Linked DNA regions of Mus musculus: all the other regions are linked to region 3. A link is a contact called in public Micro-C and promoter capture Hi-C data. All regions are on one chromosome and are shown on one strand. Each heading gives the region's core, a stretch centred on a gene start, on an enhancer-like site or on the middle of the called end of the contact. The rest is flanking DNA. Distances are from core to core; before and after follow the strand shown.

Region 1 (2,700 bases), core at 187-2,686, 370 kb after region 3:
AGGCCTGGGAATGAGTGTGGCTAGTGCGAGAGAGGACATGATTCACAGCAAGGCCTCTGCTGCTGGTCACCCTGGGAACTCCCCCCCCTCCAACTTTATGTGAGGAAAGAAGCTGCTGAGATGGCAGGTTTGGTCCCAGCAGGTCCAGAACTTGGAACAGCGTTGTCGGGCTTGTGGACTCATTTCATAACACAATCCCATTTAAAACCTATGTGGAAATTGAGATTATTCTCATTTCTCAGAGTCGAGAAGATAAACCCTCAAAAGGTCCTATGACCTGGCCAATGCTTCACAGTCAACAAGAGGCACCCACATGCTCAACCACTTGGCTGAACGAGTGTGGGAGTTGGGGAGCACAGAGGTGTGTGGTCCTCATAACAGGCACTACCACCACCACCAGCACTACCACCACCGCCATCACCACCACCATCATCATCAACACCACCATCATTACCACCACCATCACCACCACCAACATCAATACCACCACCATCACCACCACCATCATCAATATCACCACCATCATCACCACCACCACCATCACTACCACCTTCAACGGTTCAAACAAGGACACTCAGGTCCAAAGAGGTATATGGAGAAGCCCTGAGATGTGTGCAAAATAGCTGCCCAAGGAGGACCTGAGCAGGAGGGCTTCCAAATTATCCATCTGCGGACTCAAAAAGTACCCGCGCTTGCATCCCTTTGAAAATCTCAGGGTACAATGCAAGCTCTCATTTGGCAACGAATGTGAACTTTAAAGGATTTTGGAAGTCTCTACCTCTGCTGAGACTACACAGAAAGCAGCATAGGAGTTGGTCATTTCTCTTACAAGCTTGGGGCTTCCTTCATCCTTCAGATGTAGTCACCTGAGAAAACTGGCTCTGTGCCCACAGCTTCTTGCACCATTGAACGCAGCCTGAAATTATATGGTACTTTGTTCTTCCCTGCCTGCTGAACAGGACTTTTCAAGTAACACTGTTCTCTGGAAACTGGGTACTTACCACGGGGAACGCAGAAGGTCCCCACAATGCATTTGCTGAGTGACTATGTGAACCAACAAATAATTGAATGGGGTTTGTAAAGGAAGGGATGAAGCCCATCTCTGTAACAACTCAGATAAAGAGAGAGAATGGGTGGGTGTCTGGTAGAAGGGGGGCATTGAGTCACACACTCCCTGCATAGAAGGATCCGAGCCCCAAACATTGTGCTGTTAGGTCTTAACAGCAAGGCCCTTAAGTGCCTTCTCCTATACACTATTCCCACAGCCCGACCCCGACAAGGCTCTGTAGGGGATGTGGGAGAGGGGGAATGGTGATCTTAAGAGTGCTTCCTCCGTGTCCACTCACTTCTACACCTTAATGAATTTTCCCCAACCCGATCATCCCGCCTCCTCATGGACCTACCGGCTCCCCTAAACAGCAAAGTTTTCAGTGCTTCCCGTCTCTAGGGAAGGACACTGAGTCCGTTGCGAGGGGGCGGGACCATTCGGCACCGCGGGCAGAAGCTTCCGGCTACCAACTTCCCCAGGACCGCTCACCCCACCCTCGCCCCCAAGAGGTCTGGTTCTTTAAGCAGAGGCAGATCACGCTGCACCGGTCCGGTCTGTAGGTGGGCGTCTAATTCTCAAATTCAGACTGCATTACTCACTTCCCCCTTTAGAGTCCTCTAACAGTAAGAGACAAAAGAGTCAAAGGCAGCATGGCAACTTTGAATAATGGGCAAGGAAATAGTGAATTAAAGGCATGAGTGGTGTCTCAAACCTGTAGTCCTCAGCACATAGCATGTGGAGGCAAGGTGTCCTTGAATATATAGCACATTTGAGGACCTGGGCTCCCCGAAACCATGTCAAAACAAAGCTACTGTGGCGGGAGATTTCCTCATTTGTTAGAGGGTTGGCCTGTCTGCGGTCTGGTGGCGCACACCTGTTATTCCAGCAGTAGGGAGGTAGAAGCAAGAAGACCAGAACTTCAAGGTCATTCTTGGCTGTGGATATGAGATCCCATCTCAAACAACAACGTGGCATCAACAGTAACCAGCTACTAAACGCCCACAGTAAGGATGTGAGGAGATTGTGAGTTGGAACTTGGTGTTCAAACTGTAGCTGCAGACAGACGGGTCACAGCGCTGTGTCCACAGAGTACTAGCTCTGGGTCTCTGGAGGCTCAGCGGCCACCCTCCCACCCGCAGTCCCAGCTTCCTGTTGCATCTGCCTCCTGTGGCTGGGCAGTGGCTGCACCCTCCCGGATAGTAGCTGTCTAATGTCTGCATCTGCTCCACACTGGGCATAGGTTCGTGTTGTTCCCTGACTGGTCCTGAAAACCGAGTAATTTTGTTTTCAGTTTTTTCAGACCTGTCTCACTATGTTGTCCTTGCTGTCTAGGAACTGGCATAGATCTATCTGCGGGCCTCTTTTGTGATCGTAGTTATTGTGGTATATAGGGGCCTGTCCTTGTTTTTTTTTTAATGTCATTTTAAAATATCTATTTCTTTTTATATTATGTGTATGATGAGTGTATACATGTATAGCGTACATGTATGTTTTGCGCACCGTGTGGTATCTATTCTGCGGAGGCCGGAAGAGGGCGCTAGAACCCCTGGATCTGGAATTACAGCCGGTTAAGAGCCACCATGTGTGTGATGGAACCTGAATTTCTCCAGTCCTCTGCAAGAGTAGCAAGAGCTGAAGCTCAGAGCCATCTC
Region 2 (2,700 bases), core at 146-2,645, 300 kb after region 3:
GTTCTTCCAGAGGTCCTGAGTTCAATTCTTAGCAATCACATGGTGGCTCCTGTAATGGCATCTGATGCCCTCTTATGGTGTATCTGAGGACAGCTATAGTGTACTCATATACATAAAATAAATCTCTTTTTTTGTTTTGTTTTTCGATACAGGGTTTCTCTGTGTAGCCCTGACTGTCCTGGAACTCACTATAAGACCAGGCTGGCCTCGAACTCAGAAATCCGCCTGCCTCTGCCTCCCAAGTGCTGGGATTAAAGGCGTGCGCCACCACTGCCGGGTTTGGACAGCATTTCTTAAAAGACCTCAGTCAATTAGGTCCCTCCAGAGATATACTATACTTCAGTATCCAGAGCCTCAAGTCAAGGCTGGCGATTCTGAATCTCTTCATGAATGTCAGACTTTTCTAACTGCTAACTGCTTACAAGCCATCAAAACTTCACGCTAGCTTTTCCCAACACAGGAGATGCAGTTGCAGAGCTAACATCAGTTTGTTTTCTTACTAAACGTGGATGGGCTGAGATGGGTTGGAACCTTTCCGTGTCCCCACGGGGATCTACTTTACTTCCTAGTATGTTGGCGCTAAACCCGACTGTGTTAAAATAGAAATAAACCTTGAGATTTCAGTTCTTTGCATCGCTGGGACACGACGTTACTTGAGTAGTAGTCTGTGCACACTGGTAGTTATAAGATGGAATCTTCAAAACAGTTGAGGACGGTCGTGGCAAATGCAAGCTGCTCAGTCCGCGATTTCCTAACCCGGCGGATGCTCGCTCGAAACGCTTACCAAGTTGTATCACTGGATAAAAGTGTTGGGTAAATTAAAAATATATTAACGTGTTCGGTCCCGCCGCCGCAAGAATAAACGATTTATTTGGAAAATACGTCAGTGTGGCCACAACCGTCCCCCAAAGGTAACAGTCAGAAGAGGGCTCAAGGAGCATTCCGCGCATGCCAGGGCTCCCTTGCCGGGCGGCTGTGGCGAGGCCAGGCTGGAGGCTGCTTCCGCTGCTCGCTCTCACGGAAGCTACGGGCCACCGCTTTCAGCCCAGGCTGCCCACCCAGCTGTCGCCGAGGGCGCCGCTGTCCCGGAGCTTTAGTCGTTGACACAAGACGTGGTAACTACTTCACGGGCGGCCGCCCCGCGCGGTGACTGCGCCGTCGAAGGAGGCGAGCGTGCTGAGGGGGGATGGGGTCACGCGGACTGTGGCCAAAACGAGGACCGCTAACGGCCGCGCGCCCGCCCCGCCCTCCGCACGTGCGCGCCCTCGCCTCGACGCGCGCGCGCGTGCATGCCCGCCTCTGTCTCCGCCTCCGCCCCCGCCGTTCGGCCGGCGGAAGACCAGCCCCCGGGTTAGGCTCGTCGTGTGATGATGACGTTGTACGTCCGGCGCGGGCGAGTGACGCGGCGCGGCCCGTTGTCTGTGCGGGGCTGAGAAGCCCTAAGGGCGGTGGGCGCTCCCGGTTGGGGGCGGCGCGGGTTTAGCAGGGCCTGGACATGGCGCTGAGAGGCCGCTCCGCGGGAAGATGAATAAGGGCTGGCTGGAGCTGGAGAGTGACCCAGGTACGGAGGGGCCTCGGCGGGCCGGGGGCTGGGGAGGCCGGATGGGCCCCGGACGCACCTGCATGACAAATCCCTCTTCTTGTCGTCCCACCCAGGCCTCTTCACCCTCCTGGTGGAAGATTTCGGTAAGAACCCCGTTACCCACGACCTTCGGTCCCTGGCTGGTGTGGATGTGGGGGTTGGTCCTTGAGTTCTCGCAGCAGAGCCTGGGACTGCCCTGCCGACCTCTCCTTTCCTGATCGTAGGTGTCAAAGGGGTGCAAGTGGAGGAGATCTATGACCTTCAGAGTAAATGCCAGGGGTGAGTGGCTGGGACGCCCCCTTACCTCCGGAGGGCCGAGAAAGGGCAGGGGAATAGTACCCCATTCAAGGGAGGCAGTACTAGAAAACCTGAGCTATATAAAATATCACATAAGAAAGTGTCACTCTTTGTGGGTGCCCTCTTGGACTTTTCTTTTCTTCTCAGTCTTTCCTCAGTGTTTCTCCTTAGAAAGCTGTAGCCCTCCTTTTAACCCTAAGCACTCGTGGAGTACAGTTGAGCTGCCTTTCTGGTTTTGCAGCCGGAACCCTCCGTTGCATAGTGTTGCACCTTTTTTGTAAGTGTACAGTCCATTAATTACATCACCACATGTGCTGTGCCTTTAATCACCACACAACATTTGTCCTGACCATTAGTGGCGCTCTCCTCTAGTCCCAATGCTTGGGAGGCAGAGGCAGGCAGATCTCTGAGTTTGAGTCCAACCTACGCTACTTAGTGAGACCATGTGTCAACAAAACTGAACACAGTTGTCCTGTATTGATTGGTTAGTGTGAGAAGGCCTTTTTTAGGTACCTAAACTCAGAGTCTTGTTTTGGAAATCTATAGAATAGAGGCATAGAGAACCTAACTGCTTCCAAGGGAAGGAACTGGTTTGGGAGTTCACGCACTATACTCATTTTACTAGGACTGGAGGCCGAGGTCCACCAGTGAGTTGGTACTTAATTCTTCATCAACGTTTTTGTGCCTTTTATTGTGTCCCTACCTTGCTCCATCCTGGGCCAGCAGTTCCAGATTTCCTTCTTCTCTTGCCTAGACCTCATAGACCGAGTGGGGTTTGAGAGCTTCAGGCTCATACTTGACTGCCTGTGATAGGCTTCTGG
Region 3 (2,700 bases), core at 63-2,562:
TTAAATAAATATTGAATTCTAGTTAGTGATATTGCTAAAGATAAACAAAAGCAAACATTTGCTAGAGCAGAGGGGGCAGACTGCTGTGTAGTAACTATTGACAGTAGCAGGGAAAGTTGCGCTTCATTCAACTGTGCAGAGGTAACTGGGCCTTTTAAGACGAGAATGAGGGCTGGGCATGGGGGCACACACCTATAATTCTACACTCAAGGCGGAGCCAGGCCGATCTCTAAAACCCTGGATTACATGGTGACATGAGACCTCTTCTAAGACACGCGCTCGCACGCGTGCACACAAACACACACACACACACACACACACACGCACACTCACACACGCACCAACAAACAATGAAGGGAAAATAGGAAAATAGAGAAATGAGAAACGGAATTCCTTAGAAAAATGAAAAAAATTACAAAGGTTTGGGAGCATGTTACTATTACATGGCTGTAAACTCAACACACAAGAGTAGGATTGCAAGATGAGCTGTAGAGGAAGATCTTATCTCAACAACAGTAACATAATAATAATAATAAATAATAACAGTTGGTCATTGTAAAAGCAATTACAATTTACTAGTTGGCAATTATAGAAGATGGGATTATATCTTCCCACACAAAATGGGAAACAGACGCCAAAATTTTTTGATGATTTACATTTCAAAGGAAGGGCTTTCTGTCCTGGAGGAAAACATTTCTGGCTTGTAGAAGACATATGCATATATATCTCAACGGGACAGAGGGATAATGAGTAACTGTGCGCCTGTTTAAAAGTAAATTCTTCAGGCAAGGCAGGTAGCTCTTTTCGCAGCCTTGTGCATTCACAGACAGGCGTTAAAAGGGGGCCTTGGTGCTCCGTGGAAGCAGCATGTGAAGTTCTGGCAAGCCTTTCAGGATGGTGGGTTTGCAATCATTCTGTGAGAGATCTTTGCCAGTCTCAGTAAAGCAGGCTGAAACTTTGAGGGATGAAGTGTATTGACGTCTTCACCAAATGCACCAAAACGGCAGGCCGAATACTGACACGCTACAAAACAAATAGAGCAAACATCATTGGTGAAGCCTAGAGTTGGCCACTCTTTTAACTGAATGTGAGCCAAGCACATAGCCGGTTAATATTTGTAGAACGAATGAACCATACGCGTAACTCGCTTAGAACCAGAAAGGATTCAATGAGCAAATGTAGAACCAAAACGCAGGAAGTGCGGCTCGGGAGTCGCTCTGGCCTTCCAGGAGCGAAGCTCTATGGCAGGTCCTCCGGGGCTGCCGAACCGCTCTGGCCGCTTCCGCGACGGCTCGATGGTAGGTCCTCCCCCAAGCACGAGGAGCAGCTCTGGCCACCGCTAGGTCGACTCTATGGCGCGTCTTCCAACTCTGAGCATGCGCAGGACTACCCCGCCAGTATCGCTATGGTAGCGGCGTCCGGGTGGGCCGGGCCTCGAAGCTCCTGCCCGCGGTGGGCCGCGTTTATGGAGTACTTCACCTCCCGTCTGGCATGAGCGGGGCCTCCCGCAGCCTTACGCGCCGCTGCCACAGCTTCCCGACTGTAGGCCTCCTTCGGGAACATGCCCCAGGCCGCATACTGCTACATGCGGGTCGTGGGCAGGGGTAGTTACGGGGAGGTGACGCTCGTGAAGCATCGGCGAGACGGCAAGCAGGTCGGGGACTTGGGACCTGGCCGGGGCGATGAGGGAAGGGATACGTCTAGGGCATCCTCAAATGTACAGGCCCGGAGTGATGGGCAGGGACTCTTCTCAGATAAGAGGTCAGCTTCTCAACTTCCCCTATAATAGGAGCCCCGGATTTTGTCTATTCTTCGGTATTAGTTTTCTTTATCTGCAAACCTCCTGTCACCTGAAATTTTCTTGAGAACAGGGGCCATGTGTTCCCAAAGCCTAGTTCAGGGCCACCGTGCAAGCCCTGTCTCTTGTGTAGTTTGTACTCCTTAAAAACTCATCTCAGCATCTTCTCGCCAGCACTTTCTCATGGACCCTATTTCAGTGAGTAGCTTGACCAGCCATGCAGTTTCCTAAGCTGGTAACAATTACCTTTAATGTCCCCAACGCTGGTTCTATTCCTGTCACTAGGTCAAACCGGCATCTCCACCCTAGTACAGGCCACCAGTCTTTCTGGCTAAATGCCCACTCCCCAACTAGTTCCTGCTGCCTGCTTTTTTTTCCCCTCTAACCTGTCTCTTCTACTGCAGTCATCTTTCTTTCTTTCTTTCTTTCTTTCTTTCTTTTTGTTTGTTTGTTTGGAGACAGGGTTACTCTGTATAGTTCTGGCTGTCCTGGAACTCACTTTGTAGACCAGGCTGGCCTCGAACTCAGAAATCTGCCTGCCTCTGCCTCCCAAGTGCTGGGATTAAAGACATGCGCCACCACCGCCCGGTTTGCAGACATCTTTCTTAAACTCAAATCTGATGTTACTCCTTTATGTAAATTACTTTATGCCATCACCCAGAGTCTAATGAACCAGTTCTTCAGTATTCTTTGCTATCAGGGTGGCCATAGAATGTTGTGCACAAACAGGCACAATTATGAAACTGATGAGCGATGTTTCATAGTTCTTAGTTCTACCAAGCCAGTGGCAGCAACAAGCTGAGAGAGCCGCCACCCCTCAAGTATAGGACCCACTCCTTGTGTCATATGCTAGATTCTCTGCCTAGAACACAAGCTTTCACATAGGCTAATTGAGTAGGCAC
Region 4 (2,700 bases), core at 140-2,639, 480 kb after region 3:
TCGTTCAGCTCATCTTTGCTCTGTGAACAAAGGTCTTGCTAACAAAATTCCACACCAAATCCACAAGATTCTGTAATCCAAGCCCAGGGCCCGAATTAACAGAATAACCAATGAGGAGGTTTTCTTACTGATCTTTAGTGTATTGACTTGACAAAATAATTAATTTAAGCCAAACTGATGAATTTAAAGCAGGCTCTTTTTTTTTCTTTATCTGTGCACTTAAAACCAATTATGGATCCAGAAATTGCAAAGTATGTTTAATAGCTATTTTTTAAAAAATGATTTATGGAAAGGGTACAAAACGGGTCATGAAAAGGAATTTGCTTTGTGCTTAGGAAGGTGAAGAGGTTAAGCTGTCACTCCTGGAAATTGTTTTTTAACTCTCTCTCCTGGAAATGGAGGCACAGAAAGCCAGGCATTCTCTGCTTTCCCTGCCTCCACGCGTCGGCTTTGCGCAGCAGCTGTCCCTGGTGGACGTTCACACTGACCTCACAAGGAAAAGGAGGGTTTTAAACAGTCTCAGGCCAAGTGCAACACAGTGCCAACGGTGGCAACGGCAACGACGCCCACCATGTGTTGACAATGAAGAGGACGGCAGCCCAGGCCAGGTGAGGGCTCACGAGGCACCCCACACCGGTGCAGCCCACACTACAGGGGCAAGCGACAGCCACCTTGCCCTGCTCGCCCACCACGATGTCTGCATCCACGCAGGTGGGATAACGCTGCGCTGCAGCCCCGAGGCTGTGCAGTGCTCCAAGCGTGGCGCTGAGGTACCCCGACTCCGCTCGGGGCCCCCGCCCCCTTTTTCCTTTGTTGCAATCCGCCTGAACAGCTGGTCGTGTAGTAGGGACCCTCGGGTTGGGCCGAGGGTCTGCAGGGATCCCCGCAATAATCAGGCCGCGTTCACGCGGGCACCGAAGCCTTCCGCAGGGAGACCGTGAAATGGGGTGTTCCAACCCTTGGTGAAGATCCTGAATTTAGGCAGCCCCCACCCCGCGACCGCGAACACGCGAGGCTGTAAGGCATGTGTCTGCGTTAGATGCCGACTTCCACGGTAGCCCTGGTGGGGTGCGGCTGTGGGCTCCTGTCACGCGTCCTACCTGGATCCGGGGGTCCACCTCTTCCTCCTCCTCCTCCAGGCCCTGTTCCATCCTCTCTTCCTCCTCCTCTTTCTCCTCCACCTCCCGGGCAGGCGGCGGGAGCTCCGCCGGCTCGTCAGAGCGGCTCCGTTTCAGCGCCGTGTCCATGCGGGCAGCCGAACGCGCCGCAGCCGGGTCGCAAAGCGCACGGTGGGATCCGGACGCACCGAGGGCCACCTCGCCGCAGCCGGGTAGGTCTGAGCGCGCAGCGCTGCCACCCCGGGTGCTCCGCCGGCGAGTGCGGAGTGGCAGAGGAAGTGGGCGCGGCTGCCCCCTGTCTGCAGCGGCCCGCAGTACACCGCACCCACTTTGCCCAGGCCGCCGTGATAGCCTGTGTCACCCGACACTCTGTCACAAAAAGCCCAGTGCACTGGAGTCCCGGCCATGGCCACTAGGAGAGGTGCCGCCCAGTGGCTCACCAGCCCGAGCGTGGGCCGCCTTAAGGTAGTTTCCTCCTGCCTCCAGTGAAGCAGATCAAGGCACAGAAGGAAAGTTCGGGTGATTTCCATTCTTCAAAGCTACCTTTGTGTCTATTTGGAGTCACAGAAAAGGGAACTCTACCCTAATCTTGTCTGTACAGCAGACAGAGGATGGCTAGCCAGGTCCAGCCACCGAGTGGACATCATAGCCTGGAGTCTGCTGGGCAAAGCTCGGCAAGCGAAGGCATGAGCTCTTAGGGCTTTCCTGGATATTCTGAATGCACGAAGAGCCCATGGAGCTGGGGGGGGCGGGGGGGGAAATCTATGGATCGGGCGGCTTTTTAAAGAGATTGCCCTGCTTGCTCGTGGCAAAGCTTGCCCAGTGTAGGAACTATGTGGTTCTGCCCAACATCACCAAGCTAGAGCTTGCCTAGCCAACTGGGCATCACAAAAGGGCTAACAGTGGACAGGTTTCTCTGAACGTTTACAGGTGCTAGGGCCACTGTGAGGTCAGGGACTACCTGGTCAGATGCCCTGAGCAAAGTGGATACTTTGTAGAGGGAGTTTGGAGGACAGCTTTGCTTGAGAGAGTTGTTCTCGGAGCCTGTGATCCTGCCTTTTCCCCCACCTCAGAAGCAAAGCAAAGGGGTATCTGTCCTCTTTCTCAACTGGTCAGTCTTCTTCAAAGCCAGTACCAGAGAATCTCACGTGTACCACAGGCCTCCCGTGCTTCAATCTCCCCTCTGGAAAAGCCTGACCCTGTGTTCCCTTCCAACAGTTTCCCGTATTAGGTCTGTCTACTGACTTCCCACTCACTCATTTTGTTTGTTTGAAACAACCTCGGCCCAGGCTGGTGTCAAGCTCTTATCAGCTCAGACTGGCCTCGACCTTCTGATTTTCCAAAGGTAGACTCCCATGTGCTGCATTTTTAATCAGGCACTCCTCCTGTAGAGCTCACTATACAGCTAACACTGTATATATAGTCACACTGCCTCTGGTTCTGAAGCACTGAGATTATAGACACACACACCACCATTTTGGCTTCCTTGGTGGGATGGGGAGGAGACAGAGTTTTCTGTGTAGCCCTGGCTGTCCTAGAACTTGCTCTGTAGACCAGGCTAGCCTGGAGCTTAGAGATCCAC
Region 5 (2,700 bases), core at 16-2,515, 330 kb before region 3:
ATACTACAGCAACAGAAGCCAGACTCCTCCGAGGGCCCAGGGTAGCGGCCAAAGGAAAAAGGGATCTCCCCCACTCAGTCTAAGTCCTCCAGGTTTGAGTGGGGTGCTGAGTGAGGCTCCCTTCTCTCCCCTCCCCTGTATAAGAGAGTTGGGGAAGTGGGAGCAGTTGTGATGGTGCTCCCTCTCCACTGCCAGCCGGCAGGGCAGAGCACTCCCGTCACTGCTGTCCTCATCACCTTACTGGGCCCCCAGAGGGGGTGGCGTCTCTCCAGTGGGACAGAGACTGACAGCACCAGGCAGAGACCACCCGGAGAAGGGACACGGGGGATCAGAGAGGACAGGGGAATGGTGGAGGCTGGAGCCACGCCCAGCTCAGAGACAGATGGAAAGCCAAGAAAGACACCGAGACTGAAAGAAGAGATAGGGCAAGGAGGCGGCGCCGTGAGAGTCCGCCCGCCTGGGACCCAAGCACTGGAGGCTAGGGAGACAGGCGGCCCGCCCTCCGCCCGGTGGTGAAAAGGACCGGAGACTGGACTGGCAGGGGCAGGCGAGCGTGGGCTGGGGGTGCGGCTCTGGGAGGACTGGGTCGAGGGGACGGCGGATCTGGTGGGGGTGGGGAGACGGAGTACACGGACGGCGAGGGGCAAACAGACCTGGCCTGGGAGCAGAGGACCAGGCAAGAGGGGGTGGGGACCGACGAATGTGCAGAGTCCCCTGAGAGATTTGAGAAGATCGGACGGTCCCTCGGCGGGGATAAAGACACACAGGGGTGGAGTAGGGGGTTAAAGATGCTGGGAGTAGTCGGGCCTGGGCTCCAGCCGTCGAAGAGAGGGTCAGACCGACCAGGGTATGGAGGCACCGGCGGGTCTCCGTGCTCGGCGGGACTTTGGCTGCTCCTGGCTCAGTTTCTCAGTTTCAGAACCAGGAGCCAGAGAAGAAAGCGGGGAATGGAGACTACGGGCGAGGAAAAGGGGGAGAAAGGCCGCTGCGCCCTCGAGTTAACTCGGACCCCGCGCCCGGGCCCAGCTCTCACTCACCTCCCGACGCAGGGCCAGGCGCCAGGGGTCCCGGCGAGCCGGGGTCCGTCTCGTGGCGCGGCTCTCCCGGATGCGCGTGGACGGGGAGGTAGGCACAAGTCTGATCCGGACGGGTCCGGAGGCCAGTGGGGACCTCCCGGGTCCCGGCTCGAAGGGTAGATGTCCACGGGCCGCTCGCGGGATCCCCGCGGCCGCCGCCTCCTGCTCTGGCGCCGCGGCACACGGAAGTGCAAAGGGGAGGGGCTGCGCGACCTCACCCAGGTGCCGGCCCCGGTCCCGCCCCCACTCAGGACCCGCCCCACGGGCGCCCGCCCCTTCGAAGCTCCGCCCACGTGAGCTGGGGGTCCAGCGCGTCTCAGCCTCTTTGAGTTGCAAGTCCTTGGGTCCCCAGATCTGTTAGCCGTCTCTGGCTCTTGTGGCGCCTCGCCTGCCAGTGGCACGCAGGCCATCCCATCTCAGGGGACTAATTTATAGAGGAGGACTCCGAGGCCAAGTTGGGGGGTGGGGTTGAGCACTGCACACACAATGGAGCCCAGGAGGCACCGACGGGGCTTCCCCAACTACTTGCGCCCACACCCGGGACTCCCCACTGGCCAGCTGGCCCGCCTTGCCTGGCCTCATTCCTCTTCCTGCTGGCTTGAGCAGAGCCACGCCGCCAGGCCTGCCGGTTCCAGTCCTGCCCGAGAGAAGGAGCTGGGAGGTCTCCAGGGCGAGAGGTTCTAGCCAGTTTGTCTCAGCACTGCTCCTCAGACAATTGTGGGAATTGCCTCTGCCCCCATCTCACTGTCTTTCCTGAGCCCACGGTTCAGAGCTCCCCTTGCTCAGTCAAGCTCATAAGAGGGATTTGATTGTCAGCTGTAACTCATTCACTCATTAAGGGTCCCCTGGGCCCAAAGTCTGAGCACCAAATGGGAGCCAGGGACTCCATTTTTCTGTCCCCAAAGCCCAGAACACTAAGCTGTTACATTATACTTACCCAAAGAAATGACTTCCTGGGCTGGGCAGATGATCGTTTTTTCTAGCACGCAGAGAGCGCTGTGTTTGACCCCCACCACAGAGTAAACCACAGATGGAGGCTCAGAATAATACTCCAGTGCTCAGGGGGAGAAAGCAGGAGAATAGAGTGTGGACGCCAGCCTGTTCATGAGAGACCTTGTCTCAACAAAACCAAACAAACGAGAACTCTTCCTGGGAGGATACAAGAGGGTTCTAATAGCCCAAGATACCTAAGTTCCTTCTGGAAAACTACCTAGAAGGAATAGAAGTCTAGACAGCTCTTTGCCGACTGAGATCAAGAGAAGTGCTGCTGCAGGGGCTGGTGAGATGGCTCAGTGGGTAAGAGCACCCGACTGCTCTTCCGAAGGTCAGGAGTTCAAATCCCAGCAACCACATGGTGGCTCACAACCATCCTTAACGAGATCTGACTCCCTCTTCTGGAGTGTCTGAGGACAGCTACAGTGTACTTACATATAATAAATAAAAAAATAAAAAAAATAAAAAGAGAAGTGCTGCCCCACCCGTGGAGGCTTGAAACTTCCAGGGATGGGGGACCCTGGCAGAGATGTGGGGCTCCAAACCTTATTTTAAATGTACATTGGGGATTGAGCTAGAGAGAGGAAACCACAATGACTCGTCCCTTCTGTAGAAAGAGGAAGGCTGCTGC

Evidence for each region. Promoter capture Hi-C pulls out the DNA fragments that hold promoters and counts their contacts. Hi-C and Micro-C count contacts between places; a contact is called where the count stands out from the background.
Region 1: a contact with region 3 is called in a promoter capture Hi-C map of hematopoietic stem and progenitor cells, with 2.5 times the contacts expected there. The contact joins the promoter of Dnah1 here to the promoter of Nek4 in region 3. A contact is called at or near these places in 4 of 39 promoter capture datasets (cranial neural crest, hematopoietic stem and progenitor cells, liver and 1 more), 1 of 115 datasets of contacts at active chromatin or transcription factors (microglia) and 2 of 9 other capture datasets (adipose tissue and liver).
Region 2: a Micro-C map of embryonic stem cells shows a contact between it and region 3, with 3 times the contacts expected there. The contact joins the promoter of Bap1 here to the promoter of Nek4 in region 3. A contact is called at or near these places in 2 of 39 promoter capture datasets (liver and stem cell-derived epiblast-like cells), 2 of 484 Hi-C or Micro-C datasets (both in embryonic stem cells), 2 of 115 datasets of contacts at active chromatin or transcription factors (the SCID.adh cell line and memory CD8 T cells) and 3 of 9 other capture datasets (adipose tissue, liver and macrophages).
Region 4: a promoter capture Hi-C map of liver shows a contact between it and region 3, with 3 times the contacts expected there. The contact joins the promoter of Sh3bp5 here to the promoter of Nek4 in region 3.
Region 5: a Micro-C map of embryonic stem cells shows a contact between it and region 3, with 2.2 times the contacts expected there. The contact joins the promoter of Prkcd here to the promoter of Nek4 in region 3. A contact is called at or near these places in 8 of 39 promoter capture datasets (the 3T3-L1 cell line, 3T3-L1-derived adipocytes, embryonic stem cells and 4 more), 1 of 484 Hi-C or Micro-C datasets (embryonic stem cells), 2 of 115 datasets of contacts at active chromatin or transcription factors (bone marrow-derived dendritic cells and stem cell-derived neural progenitor cells) and 1 of 9 other capture datasets (liver).

Annotation. Positions count from the first base shown.
Region 1 is chr14:31,322,460-31,325,159 of GRCm38.p6, forward strand. Dnah1 (dynein, axonemal, heavy chain 1) reads right to left here and starts at 1,437. Exons shown (of 78, transcript NM_001033668.1): 1 at 1,404-1,437.
Region 2 is chr14:31,250,094-31,252,793 of GRCm38.p6, forward strand. Bap1 (Brca1 associated protein 1) reads left to right here and starts at 1,396. Exons shown (of 17, transcript NM_027088.2): 1 at 1,396-1,561; 2 at 1,657-1,686; 3 at 1,807-1,861. The coding sequence starts at 1,525. It overlaps Phf7 (PHD finger protein 7), which reads right to left and starts at 1,222. Exons shown (of 11, transcript NM_027949.2): 1 at 612-1,222.
Region 3 is chr14:30,950,065-30,952,764 of GRCm38.p6, forward strand. It overlaps Nek4 (NIMA (never in mitosis gene a)-related expressed kinase 4), which reads left to right and starts at 1,313. Exons shown (of 15, transcript NM_011849.3): 1 at 1,313-1,654. The coding sequence starts at 1,562. It overlaps Gm41121 (a long non-coding RNA gene), which reads right to left and starts at 1,370. Exons shown (of 2, transcript XR_874490.3): 1 at 1,138-1,370; 2 at 368-1,023.
Region 4 is chr14:31,434,711-31,437,410 of GRCm38.p6, forward strand. Sh3bp5 (SH3-domain binding protein 5 (BTK-associated)) reads right to left here and starts at 1,390. Exons shown (of 9, transcript NM_011894.3): 1 at 1,101-1,390. The coding sequence starts at 1,247. Gm35907 (a long non-coding RNA gene) reads left to right here and starts at 524. Exons shown (of 4, transcript XR_383329.4): 1 at 524-608.
Region 5 is chr14:30,624,943-30,627,642 of GRCm38.p6, forward strand. It overlaps Prkcd (protein kinase C, delta), which reads right to left and starts at 1,266. Exons shown (of 18, transcript NM_011103.3): 1 at 1,038-1,266.